Linked DNA regions of Mus musculus: regions 1 and 2 are each linked to region 3. The links are chromatin contacts, called in public ChIA-PET and Hi-C maps. All regions are on one chromosome and are shown on one strand. The core of a region is the stretch at or near the end of the contact, and the rest is flanking DNA. Distances in the headings are between cores, read along the strand shown.

Region 1 (4,175 bases), core at 202-2,701, 440 kb after region 3:
ATGATCACCTTCAGCTCACATAGATCCATCTGCCTCTGTCTCCCAAAAGCTGGGATTAAAGGGATAAGCTACCACACACATGACTCACAAGGATTCTTTTTTCATTTTTTTTCTTCCTCTTGGCTACTGTAAAATACTGAAAAAAACCCTTCTCCTGGAAGAGTTTATTCCCATGTACTTTTTTTTTTTTAACATTTATTTAGTGTGGGGGATGGGACAAGCACATCATAGCACATGTGCACATGAGAGGGTGGCTGTGAGTCAGTTCCCACCTTCTACCAGTTGGGCTTTGGGGATTGAACTCCTGTTGTGAGGCTTGGTGGCAAGTCCCATCAGCTGCTGAGCCATCTTGTGAACCCCATCACATACCTTTTTTATTGCTGACTTTTTTAATCTGTTCGTCTAAGTATTCCCGTCGTTTAATGAGTGCATCGGACCATCTCTCTCTTACACAATTCAAGTCTTCTTCCTGACAATGAGAGGGGAGATTTTTTTTCTCTATAGAACATGAAGACGATGGCTTGTTTTGTTTAAAGAAGACATTTAAATAGATTGGGGAACTTTTCATTAGGAAAAGCCATTGAATGTCACAGTGATTAATTGATATGTGAGAAAGCAGAGGTTCAATGCTCCATGCTGACCAAGGATGCTGGTACCCAGAAACCAGAGCCCCTGGATCTTCAGAAGTTACACTGGAAGACAAGACAGGCTCAAAGGATGCTAAAACAGGATGCTTTTACACTGCGGGATGATTTTTTGCTATATGTATGCACAGCCATGCCGGTGTGCATTTGTATGATAGGGATTCACTGAAAGACGTGTGATTTCAAGCAGGATACCATAAGCAAAGCCCAAAGCGCAGAACATCAAATGGTAGGTAGGGAGTGACAGGCATTTATGGAGCTCACAGTTCAATAGCCTTATTATTAATACATGATTTTTTCCCCCGAAAGGCAATGAATAGGTCAGCAGAAAACCTCCAGAACTCGCTGCAAAGATTTCACAGCCAACCGTCACCACAAGGCTAATCAAACATCTCCCATGCGGGAAGCCATGCTAGAAGAGATCCCAGAAGCAGCCGCCGGACTCCACTGTGAACACGGCAGGAAGCATGCCCAAAGCTGGAAGGTGTTAGTTGGTGGCACAGCTGAGACCCGAGAGGATGCTGACCTTCTGCCTGCAAGGTCTGGCTTTGTCCACTTTCAGCCTTTTTTTAGTAAAATTTTAAGTAGGGGAGGAAAACTCATCAGTTTATCCCTAATGCTCCTTGGCCTAACTCTAAGAAGGATATCCTGATAGTTAAGAGTAGATAGATGGAACTCAGAAGCCGTGCCTGCAGAGTCCCCACAGCCGGCACACAGGAAGGCTCACCGAGAACCCGTTCTTTCCACCCGAGTGGGAAGGCAGTACAAAGACTGGGAAATCATGCCTGAAACTTTCATCTCTGCCAGCTGCTTTGATCACGCCCCCACCATCCTCTGTGGTTGCCGGGCTAGCTGAGGCTGCCTGGGTATATTATCTATGTCACATCTGCTCACCCACCTCTTTTCTACGTCCAACAAGAGAAAGCTGCTATTTAAACTCTCAACATGGTGAACTAAGCTTGACCCCAACGAGAGGAAACTGGTTAATAAAACAAAACAAAGGTCTGTACGTAGTCTCCAAGCCTGGTGCCCAATAAAAGTGCTTTTTAAAGGTCAACTGGCATTCAGAGTAACGTTCATCTTCCAGAAGGGAGAGGCAAAGTGGACTTTATGGAGGACAGACAAGAGTGGACCAGGAGGCTGTGAACAGGAAGCAGTGTGCTTTTTGAGGTCATTCATCATAATACAGCCACACAGTCTCGCTTGGCAAGGCTCTACTAGCTGGGCACTGGAGCCGGCAGAGTGAACAGTGCAGCGTCTGCTTACAGATTTGGAACTGGAAAATCGGGAGAATAATATTGTGTCCTTGATCACATAAGAAGCAAACCAAAAGCAAGTGAGAAACCACATGCTCTCACTCTGTGGCCCTGTCCCCACCTCCCTGGCCTCTGCTTTGCGAAGGCTGATGATTAGCGAGAGCTGTGCCCCATGCACGGGATTGACAGCGGTGGCAATACCTGATAACTATCCATATCACCGCCATCCTCCTCATCTCTCTGGTGGGGAAAACATAAACAGAAAGGACATGCATTTCGTTCTCTCAAACAGCACGGGGAGAATAATTTAACACATTACAACGGAGGCCTCACACAACATTAGCACCATAAAGCATTTCACTGAATCCCAAAAGATTAGGTAGGATTAAATTCTTCTGTCTGTCTGTCTGTCTGTCTCTGTGTCTGTTTGTCTTTCTGTCTATCTCTCAGTCTGTCTTCTGTTATCTGTCTGTCCCTGTGTGTCTGTCTCTGTGTCTGTGTATCTGTCTGTCTGTGAGTGTGGGTTCTGGGTGGGCTCACACTCAGGTTGGGAGCTTTGGAAGCAAGTGCCTTTCCCATTGAATCATTTTAACACCCTAAGAATTATTATTTTTTTAAAGTAAGGAAAACAAATATTTTAAAAGAAAATTCTCTTAGAAAAGGATTGAAAGTGACTTCACTGGGCCAGCCCTTGTGCTGCTGTCATGGGTGACATGTATTCCAGGCAGGCTGTCACGGGTGAAGTTTGGGATGATCTTAGCAAGACAGAAAACCTACTGTGCCCACTTAGAGATTCTCTTCTCACTGAGACCCTACAGGATGAAACAATGAATCCAAGGATCTTACAGATGGTGGCCGCTCAGGACAGAAGCTGGGACTCTAGTCTCCATCCCCGGCAGCCATTCCTTGGAGTCCATCACTCAGGGATGAAGTTGCCACAGGAATGCCTGAGGACCTGAGACTAAGGGCACACAATGTCCTATGCTGGCGCCTGCAGGGGCAGCTGAGCCACTGGAATGTACCTGCTATCAGTGTCCATGGTGGCTGGACCACAACTGCCCCAAAGGCATGGCTGACTTTCACAATAATTAACCAAAGTAACAATTTTGGTAAAAACATTAGGCAAGATAAAGAACCGAGCTGAAACCAGGAGTTTGGGTAGAGACAATTTTCCTTAGAAAGGAAACTACAGAAATCCTGGATGATGATGATGATGACGATGATGAAGATGATGATGATGAAGAAGAAGATGATGATGATGATGATTGCTGCTGTTGCTTCTCCTCCTCCTTCTTCTCCTCCTTCTTCTCTTCCTCCTTTTCCTCTTCCTCCTCTTCCTTCTTCTTCCCCTCCCTCCTCCTCTTCCTCTTCATCATTATTATCATCACATTAGAGACTGGGTCTCACTATGCAGCCTTGGTTGGACTGGAACTTACTATGTAGACCAGGTTAGCCTTGAACTTACACACTGGTCCCCTTGCCTCTGTCTTCCAAATTCTGGGATAACAGGAATGTTTTGCTATGCCCAGTGAAATCTTTTTTTTTTTTTAAATTATTACGTATTTTCCTCAATTACATTTCCAGTGCTATCCCAAAAGTCCCCCACACCCTCCCCCCCCACTCCCCTCCCCACCCATTCCCATTTTTTGGCCCTGGCATTCCCCTGTACTGGGGCATATAAAGTTTGCCTGTCCAATGGGCCTCTCTTTCCACTGATGGCCGACTAGGCCATCTTTTGATACATATGCAGCTAGAGTCCCAGTGAAATCTTTTATTTAAACTTATAACAACCTTTTTTAGTGGCATGAGAAGATATTAGAGTCATTAAAATGTAGTAACAGTCATTTTCACATGCACACCAGAATATATGTCTTTTAAAGCCTGTTATATTATCACTAGCAGTTCCAAGATGAATGTATTAAGAGGTAGCTGAAGGCTGAACGAATTTATCATGAACTGATTTTCTTTGTGCCAAAGAACGGACAACTATAACCTAGCATCACATTTTAGACTAAAAAGCTAATTTCATCAACCCAAACCTAGCCTGAGCTTTCAGGCAACAACACTGTTGTATAGTGCATTGGCTTCAGCAAGCAAGCTCGTAAAGTACCGAGCCCACGGCAGTCTCTAGATATGACCTTGAACATGGTAAGAGAAGGAACATGACCACAGCTTGATTCTGTGTGACAAGCACCAGCTTTTCTCTTGAGGTGCGGAGGACTGAGGCCAGGATCTCACGCATGTTTATCATAAGCATGTGTCTTACCATCCAGCC
Region 2 (3,808 bases), core at 362-2,861, 350 kb after region 3:
ACACGAAGAGAGAGCGAGAACCAGAGTGAACCAGAAAATAAGCCTTACAGTGTTATAAATAGGACTTCTCAGATTTAATTTATCATTGCAAATAAACATCTCACTCTAACTTTTCTCAATGGTGAGCTTATTCTTAAGTATGAACTATTCCCAATTGTGTGTGTGTTGCTTGTGGCCGAGATGGCTTGGTCGTTCAAGTGCTTGCATTAACAAACAAGAGGAGCACATTCAAGCCTGGCGTGGGGGCTCACACCAGCATTTAATCCCAGCATTTTGGAGGCAGAGGCAGGCGGATTTCTAAATTTGAGGTCAGCCTGGTCTGCAGAGTGAGTTCCAGGATAGCCAGGGCTACACAGAGAAACCCTGTCTCGAAAAACCAAAACAAAAAACAAAAGAGGAGCACATCCCAGATCCCTGAGAACTCAGATAAACGCTGGGTGGACACAGTCCATCTACAATTCTAGCCTTGGAAGGTGAAGGGGAGACAAGGACTCCTTAGAGTAAGCTGTCTAGCAAGCAATCAAGGTAACGACTCAGTCTTTAGGTAGAAGCATCATCAGCAAGCACTGGATTTCCCTAAGATCCTGTGCCAAAATACAAGGTAGAGCCAATAAATAGTCCTTTAACAGCAGGCCTCCACAAACACACAAGCCCATGTTCATGCATACACCCCCACACACATACATACACATGGAAAGGGGGGTTGGAGGGAGGTGGGATATCATTCTCACAAACTGAGGCTGTGGAAACGGCTCACTAAGTCCAGCAGCCACATTTAAAAAGAAAATTTGAAAAATTAGGGGTTGTAAGACTAAATTGTTGCTGAGTTTGGAGGAACATAGCCTTTATTCTGAGCACTGTAGGAGACAGAAGTGAGCAGATTTCTCTGAGTTTCAAGGCCAGTCTGACCTATGTAACAAGTTTCAGGCCAGCCAGGGCCACACGGTAGGACCTTTCTTAAAGAATGGCTAAATTGTCCTTATCAATGTCCTAATTTCTTCAACTACTACAGAATTCTAAAATATAAGATGTAAATTTCAGGTAAAACGGAAAATATGCAGCCATATATATTATCAATTTCAAAGCACATACCTCTGTCTTAGAAATTTATTTTTCTGCAGACATAATCTACTTTATAATCCAGCCCCATACTTACTAGTTTTACACATTCCTGCTAGACTTTATATTACATTAAGATTACTAAGATGTGAAACATATATGTTCCTGGTCTAAAGGGGGAAAAATAAAAACGAACTGATGGCAGCATATCAGCAAGTGACTGACTTTAAGCATGCAAAGGAGAAAGGAACACAGAAAGGCACAAGAAGAAAGCAAGGTGATGACTCTGTAGGCAGAACCAGCGGGTGTGGAGGAGCAGGCAGACAGGATGAGTCAGCAAGGTGTGCTGTGTGAAGCAGGGTTCAGATAGAGCCATTTATTCTTGGGTTCCACTGCCCGCTCCATTCCTCTCATAGTTACAGGAACAATCTCTGCATTTTAAGTATGTTCTCTTTTATTTTGCTAGCAAATTTTGTGTCTGGTGGTGTCTGTTGTTGGTCCATTACCCAATCTGACAAGGTAGCACCTTTGTGATGGCTGTAAGTACCAGTGCAATCATTTCCTGCCACCCACGCTTTCCTGCTCTTTAGAAGCTTATCTATATCAATCAATCCTTCTGCTATTTTTGAGTCTTCTCATTTCCTTTTTTGAGAATCTCATGAGAACAATGTATTTTCATCATATCCATCTCTCCTTCCACTCCAATTCCTCCCATGACCCCCACCTATCTTTTAAACTTCATGTCTTCTTCTCTAGTTGCTATATAGATGTATGTACTCACATGTACATGACTGTAGCCAATTGGGCAAGAGTAACCCATCAGGAAGTTCATACCTGAAGAAAACTTAAGTCTCCCAGGGGTGGGACCTTGTAAGCCCTGTTAACTTTTCTCATTTGTGTTGGAAAGGTTGACTGGTATGTGTGGTCCTGAGCAGGTCTTACTTAAACAAGCAGACATAGCAATGAAAGGTCATGAGTGCAACTTCTCTATCACATCCAGAAGAAACTATTTTACGGTATTCTGCCCAGTCATTTTTTGTCTGAAATACTTAGTCTTATTCTAATCACTTTCTTCAAGTGTTATTCTGTCACAGTTGTTATTCCAGTCTGGTTAATCCAAGATCAATGTTTGACTCTGTCCAGACCCTTATGATAGCAGAACTCAGTTTGGAATGCTTTCCTCAATTCACTCAACTCATATCTACTTCTATGACTTCAAATATCAAACTATGTCCTGTGATCACCTAAAACCTGTAAGTCCAGTCTCTATGATGTATCCAAATGCCTCAACTGTATATCTAAATTTCAACTTTAGCAATTAGAAATTTGTCATTAACAACACATAGTTCTAAATCCTCCCTCATTATTCAACTCCATCTGATTCTTTATCACCATTATCTGCCATTTATATTACACAAACTTCCAAAGCTGTCCTTCCAAATTCTGCTGCTTTGAATTCTGCTACATTGTTCAGAATCATTCCTAATTCTAATTCTAGGGGATCTGATGCCCTCGTCTGACCTTCATAGGTGTCAAGCACACTTAGGGTAACATACATACTACAGGTACATACAGGCAAAACACTCATGCATTAAATGAATAAATAAACTTGAAAAAAATAAGTACTCTGAGCTTAGAAACATGGCTCTTGCAGATTAGATTATTAGTTTCAAAATACAATCTAACTCCAGTTCTAAGGAACCTAATACCATCATTCTGGCTTCTACAGGCTAACACACATGTGCTCATACACAGACAGATACACATACACATACCAAAAACACTTTTTCCACTCAAAAGTAAAATGATAGCTGGAGGAGGGGCAGGTGACTTCTGGTTCCAGACCAAGTTTGGTATAATTTTCTATACTATGTATTTATATCTACCAACTTCCATGGCCACAAGGCTAGACCCTTACTGAAAACTATAGATAGATAGATAGATAGACAGACAGACAGACAGACAGACAGACAGAGATAGATAGAGATAGATAGAGATAGATAGATAGATAGATAGATAGATAGATAGATAGATAGATAGATAGATAGATAAATTTTGGCCAAATCATCCATTTGCTGACAGGGCATTATGCCCAGAAGAAAGCTAGTAGCTTTTTAATATTAATTCATAGAATTCCTTTGCTCCCGAGTAATTTACTTCCCGATTCAAAATTTCATTTCACATCTGTCAACTAAGAATTCTAGTTCCTCCATGCTTTTTTCCTGGGGTGAGGAAACAGTGCCAGATGGAAAAAGTCAAATATTTTGGAATGAGGATTCTTACAGCTCACTTTTAATTCCAGAGCAAATTAGAAATAGGAAGACAAGATCTAAAAGCTCAGGAAAGAAATCCAGCCAGTAAGTCTCACATTACAGAAACACCTGCATACCCACAGCTAATGCAACAAAAACTAAGATATACCTGTTATTTGCTATCTGTATTACTATACACTTCCAAAAAGAATTTAAAAATAAATCTGCCATAATTCTTCTTTTAAAAAAATTTTAATCCAAATTCCATTTTTGTAACCAAGTTAAGAGTTTTTCACCAAAAATTAATTGTATGTATGTATGTATGTATGTATGTATGTATGTATGTATGTATATAGTCATTAACAATCTGGTGGACAGCACATGGCTACAGATGGCACCAATAATCCTCAGAAACAGACACTAGCTTAAAGCATGAGTGCCTACGCCTTAAAGAACCCCCTGTAAATAACCACCATCATTTCTACATAGACAAAAGG
Region 3 (4,093 bases), core at 694-3,193:
AAGTTTATTTACTAAGCTCTGGAGGCTGAAAAAACGGGTGCTGAATAGACCACGTGAGCCAGGAAAATCAGCCCCTGAGACTCTTACTAGCAGTAGCTGGTATAGCTGGACTGCGCTTGGACAGCTCACGCTGTCTGGAGCATGCCCAGTCAACCAATAGAAATGTGTTTAAAGACAATAGACCACTATTATTTTAGGTAAATATTTTTAGAGTTGTTATGTAACAATAGATAATTGAAACAAAGGGGCCTTTCGTTTCTTTTTTTCCTCTGGCTAAAGACTTGTTTTGGATGTTGTGTGTTTTTATGGCAATGGCCTGCTGATTCTCTTTTATGAAGTTGAACTAGTTTGACTTCTGACCTCAGCTGGTAAAGCCGACTCCATTCTCTCTGCTCTTCACCATCCTCTAGCTGGGGCAGACCTGATTCTCTCCTCTGTGCCCTGTCTCTTCAGCTTCTGCCATTGCTTCTGTGTTCACCCTATAATTTCTTCTATCTGGCAACTCAAAAATTAATCTATCTCTCTCTCTATCTCTCTCTTCCTTTCCTTTCTTCATTTCTTTCAATTTTTTTAAGTTCATGATACATAATCTCATTATGTAGCTCAGACTGGCCTCAAACTCACAGTGAACCTCCTGCCTCAGCCCCTTGAGTATTGAGAAGGACAGACACGTCCCACTGTTAACCGACTTGAATTGAAGTCTACCTTTTGAATGCTTCCTTTTCTTTTCTTCCCCTTTTCCAACACTGTCTTGGTATTTCTTTTTCTTCTCTTTCTCTCATCTTTCTTTCTTTTTTTCTTTCTGGTGTGTATTAGATGCGTGGGTGTGGAAGTGTGTGTAGTGTGGAAGTATATGTAGACTCAGGCACAATGTGAGGCTACAGCTTGACATCAGGACGTTTCTCTGAAAACTCCTCAGAACATATCATGGGTATGTCTTAAGCCATGGGAGAATATCTCAGAAACTGGTTTTGTTTCCTCCTGCTTTATCAGTCCCATGCTTCTAGAAGGATGTATTAGTCTGCTACAGCTGCCATAACAAAATTGAAGTGATGGAAGGCTGCATTGGGTGCTTAGTCTCTCTAGCCAGTGAAAATGTTCCCTGGGTAACAGTCTAAAGATAAAGATTACATCTACATCGGGGCATGGTCAGAAGTTTATTTACTAAGCCCAGGAGGCTGAAAAATGGGTACTGCATAGACCACGTGAGCCATGGACTGAATGGCTTAAAAACCAGAAACCTATTTCTTCTAGTTTGGGAGGTTGTCAGGGTGGATCTTCTGACTTCTCTGTCAGTCTGCTGATGCCTATTCTCATGAGCATGCCTCTGGACAACTGTACCCCTGAAGTCATTGTGTGCATCTTCCTAGAAGAACATCTATCATTTTGAGTTACAATGTACCCAATTTCATTTTAATTCAATCACTGCTTAATCTTCAAACAGTCACATTCTGAAGCACACGGATGTGATAGCTGATCTCCGTTGTCCACTGGGTGGGATTTATAATCACCCGGAGATACATCTCTTAGTGTGTCCATGAGAGTGTTTCCAGAACGGCTTAAATGAACTCTGATTGCAGGCATCGCACAGGGGATTTACAGGCACCGTTCCCATGGGATGCCTGTGGGTCTCATTTCTGTTTGGACTTTGACCCTGCTAACTTTCTATGGTCTCTCCAGCTTTCCCACGTTTCCATCTTTTAGCCTTTCACAGTGCAGTAGTTCTGATGAGAATTTGCCCTAAGAGGCTCCTGTGTATTTGCACATTTGGTCCCTGGTTAGTGGTAATGCTAGGGGGAGGTTGTGAAACCTTTAGAAGACAAAGCCTTGCCCGATAAAGTGTGTCACTGGGGGGTGGGCTTTGAGGTTTTACAGCTTTGACCCACTTCCTGTGTGTGTTTCCTGTGCAGGGTTGGGGCTCGGGGACTGGGACGAGGGTGGGAGGTGGACATGTGATCTGCCAGCTTCCTGCTCCTGCCACCTTGCCTGCCTGCTGACACTCTTCCTGTGACTATTGCCCTACTTGTCTTCTCTACCACGGTGGATTCTGTTTCTCCTGAAGTACAGGACAAAACAAGCCTGTTCTCTTATAAGTTGCCCTTGGTTATGGTGTTTTATCACAGCACCAGAAAATGTACTGATACCTGTAGTGTTCATACTGTGAACCACAGCCTAGGCGATTTTATTTGGTAAATGTATGAGCCTTTGGAATCTCATTCACTTTCCCCCCTCAATAGGTGTGGTCTCTGTTATCTTATTTGTTAGCATATGGAAATGGAGCAATGGAGAACGTCTGAGACCTGAGTACTGAGTTCCAAACTAGTGGTTGAGCAAAAGTCCACTCAATAATTTTGGAAAGATGAATGTTCCGGAAGGTAGGAGGAACAGAAAGGCCCCGCTGCAAGGGCGGTGGCCAGTTCTGCATAAATGTAGGTAAATAGCGGATGGGAACAGCCACCGAGGTAACTTCTGCATGAGGGACAAACTGAAGCCTACCTGAGAGCCTAGAGACAGGTGACACAGACAATGACAGCCAATCAGTAGCTGCCACGTGGAGGACACAACTACTTGAGACCAATGGGACACGGGTGGAGGGTATAAAGAGCGCTCCCAGAGACTTAATAAATGAGCTTGCTGACACATTCTCACCTGCTCCCAGAGTCTGAGCCATTGGTTCTGTAACCTTCTCACCCACTGTTCCCAAGGGGGCCACTAGACAGGATGGAGAACTCAGATAGTCATAGTCAAATACTCTGGTCTTTTCCACCATGCATGTCCCTACTTTGGGACTTCAAAGTTAAGAAAGTTACCACCATCATTCAGAAATTAAATGTAAGATATACCATCTGGTTAGAAAAGTATGTCAATATTTCTAAAACATATGCAGCAGGAATACAGATGAAATTAACGTGAATCTTAACTTTACTTTAACCCTGGGTTGTGTTTCTCTGCGCTACTAAAGCAAGCTCATCACACTAGAAGACCTGCCTGGGTGCCACGCATGCTCATTAAGAGCTTTTTTTTTTTTTTTCTGGTCATATCTAAGGACTTGAACCATGGAAAGGCCAAACCAGCCTTAAGTCATAGCCCAGCAAAGGAATTGCCTTTCCATGTTTTTCTCCACCTCAGTCTGTTTCCATAACCAATCTCATGCTTTCTACTTATAATGCCCAAGAAGTGAAAAACACTAAAACTCCTTGTCTGTGGTAGTGACTGCCATTTGTGGAAGAGACCTGTTGCTACCAACCACCCCAGCAGCGTGCTCCTCTTTGCTGTGTGATCCTATTTATATGAGTGACCTTCCCTACTTTCAGGACCAGAACAGCTGCACATTATATATAACAGAAGGGACAGTAACATGACACGGGCTTCAAAGGCAGATCAGGAAAGGGATACGCACCCAGCGCTCCTTTCCGGCAGGGGAGGGCTTTGCTCCTGAGTCTATAGCATAAAAATAACAGAGGAGCCAGCATGGGATGTGCTGAGGAGGCTCTTCTACAGAGTTTTGATCCCCAGGGCCCAAGTCTGAAATAGAATGAAATGCTTCCAACCATCTAAGTATTAACTGAACCCAAGCCTTCTTGGCTTCTGCCATTAGGCAAGATAGGCCAAGGCTCAAGTCTGAAATAGAATGAAATTCTTCCCATCTAAGTATTAACTGGGCCCAAGTCTTCTTGGCTTCTGCTATAAGACAAGACAGGATGCACTCAGGATCATATGTCCATAGACAGAATAAAATGTTTAAGGGGGAAAAGTAGTCTAGGGATGGAGAGACATGTGAATCAATGAAGTGTTGCCTTACAAACACAAGGACCTGAATTCAAGCAACGTCAAACCATGTCAAAAACAAACCCAACCTACCAATAAAGACACAAAACCCCAGGTGTGATGGCATGTGCTTGCAGTCTGAGCAGTAGGGAGGTCAAGTCAGGTAGATCCCTGGGTTTACTGACCAATCAGGTGAGCCTGTTTGGCAAGCCCCAGACAAGTGAGACGTCTAAGCCAAGGTGAATTACTCCCAAAGAAAAACGCTCAAGGAGATCCCCTCTGGTCTCCATACATGCCCACACACTCACAGGCATTTGCACACATG

Evidence for each region. A called contact is a pair of places that touch in the nucleus more often than the background predicts. ChIA-PET counts read pairs in DNA pulled down with a chosen protein or histone mark.
Region 1: an RNA polymerase II ChIA-PET map of memory CD8 T cells shows a contact between it and region 3, with 17 read pairs. The contact joins two enhancer-like sites. A contact is called at or near these places in 3 of 115 datasets of contacts at active chromatin or transcription factors (T-cell acute lymphoblastic leukemia, large pre-B cells and memory CD8 T cells) and 1 of 9 other capture datasets (liver).
Region 2: a Hi-C map of CD4 T cells shows a contact between it and region 3, with 1.7 times the contacts expected there. The contact joins two enhancer-like sites. A contact is called at or near these places in 1 of 484 Hi-C or Micro-C datasets (CD4 T cells) and 2 of 9 other capture datasets (adipose tissue and pancreatic islet).

What each region holds. Positions count from the first base shown.
Region 1 is chr13:46,778,525-46,782,699 of GRCm38.p6, forward strand. Kif13a (kinesin family member 13A) reads right to left here. Exons shown (of 38, transcript NM_010617.2): 26 at 370-469. Among named protein-coding and RNA genes, the nearest start is that of Gm24620, 13 kb to the left of the region's middle. Within about 2 kb of position 1,452, at least 36 of the 459 cell types and tissues checked have an H3K27ac peak or open chromatin away from gene starts, as enhancers often do. A contact at or near this core is called in T-cell acute lymphoblastic leukemia and memory CD8 T cells, where this site is marked.
Region 2 is chr13:46,689,375-46,693,182 of GRCm38.p6, forward strand. The region is part of intron 16 of Nup153 (nucleoporin 153); the gene reads right to left. Among named protein-coding and RNA genes, the nearest start is that of Fam8a1, 22 kb to the left of the region's middle. Within about 2 kb of position 1,612, at least 44 of the 459 cell types and tissues checked have an H3K27ac peak or open chromatin away from gene starts, as enhancers often do.
Region 3 is chr13:46,338,233-46,342,325 of GRCm38.p6, forward strand. No RefSeq gene overlaps it. Among named protein-coding and RNA genes, the nearest start is that of Stmnd1, 67 kb to the left of the region's middle. Within about 2 kb of position 1,944, at least 85 of the 459 cell types and tissues checked have an H3K27ac peak or open chromatin away from gene starts, as enhancers often do. A contact at or near this core is called in T-cell acute lymphoblastic leukemia and memory CD8 T cells, where this site is marked.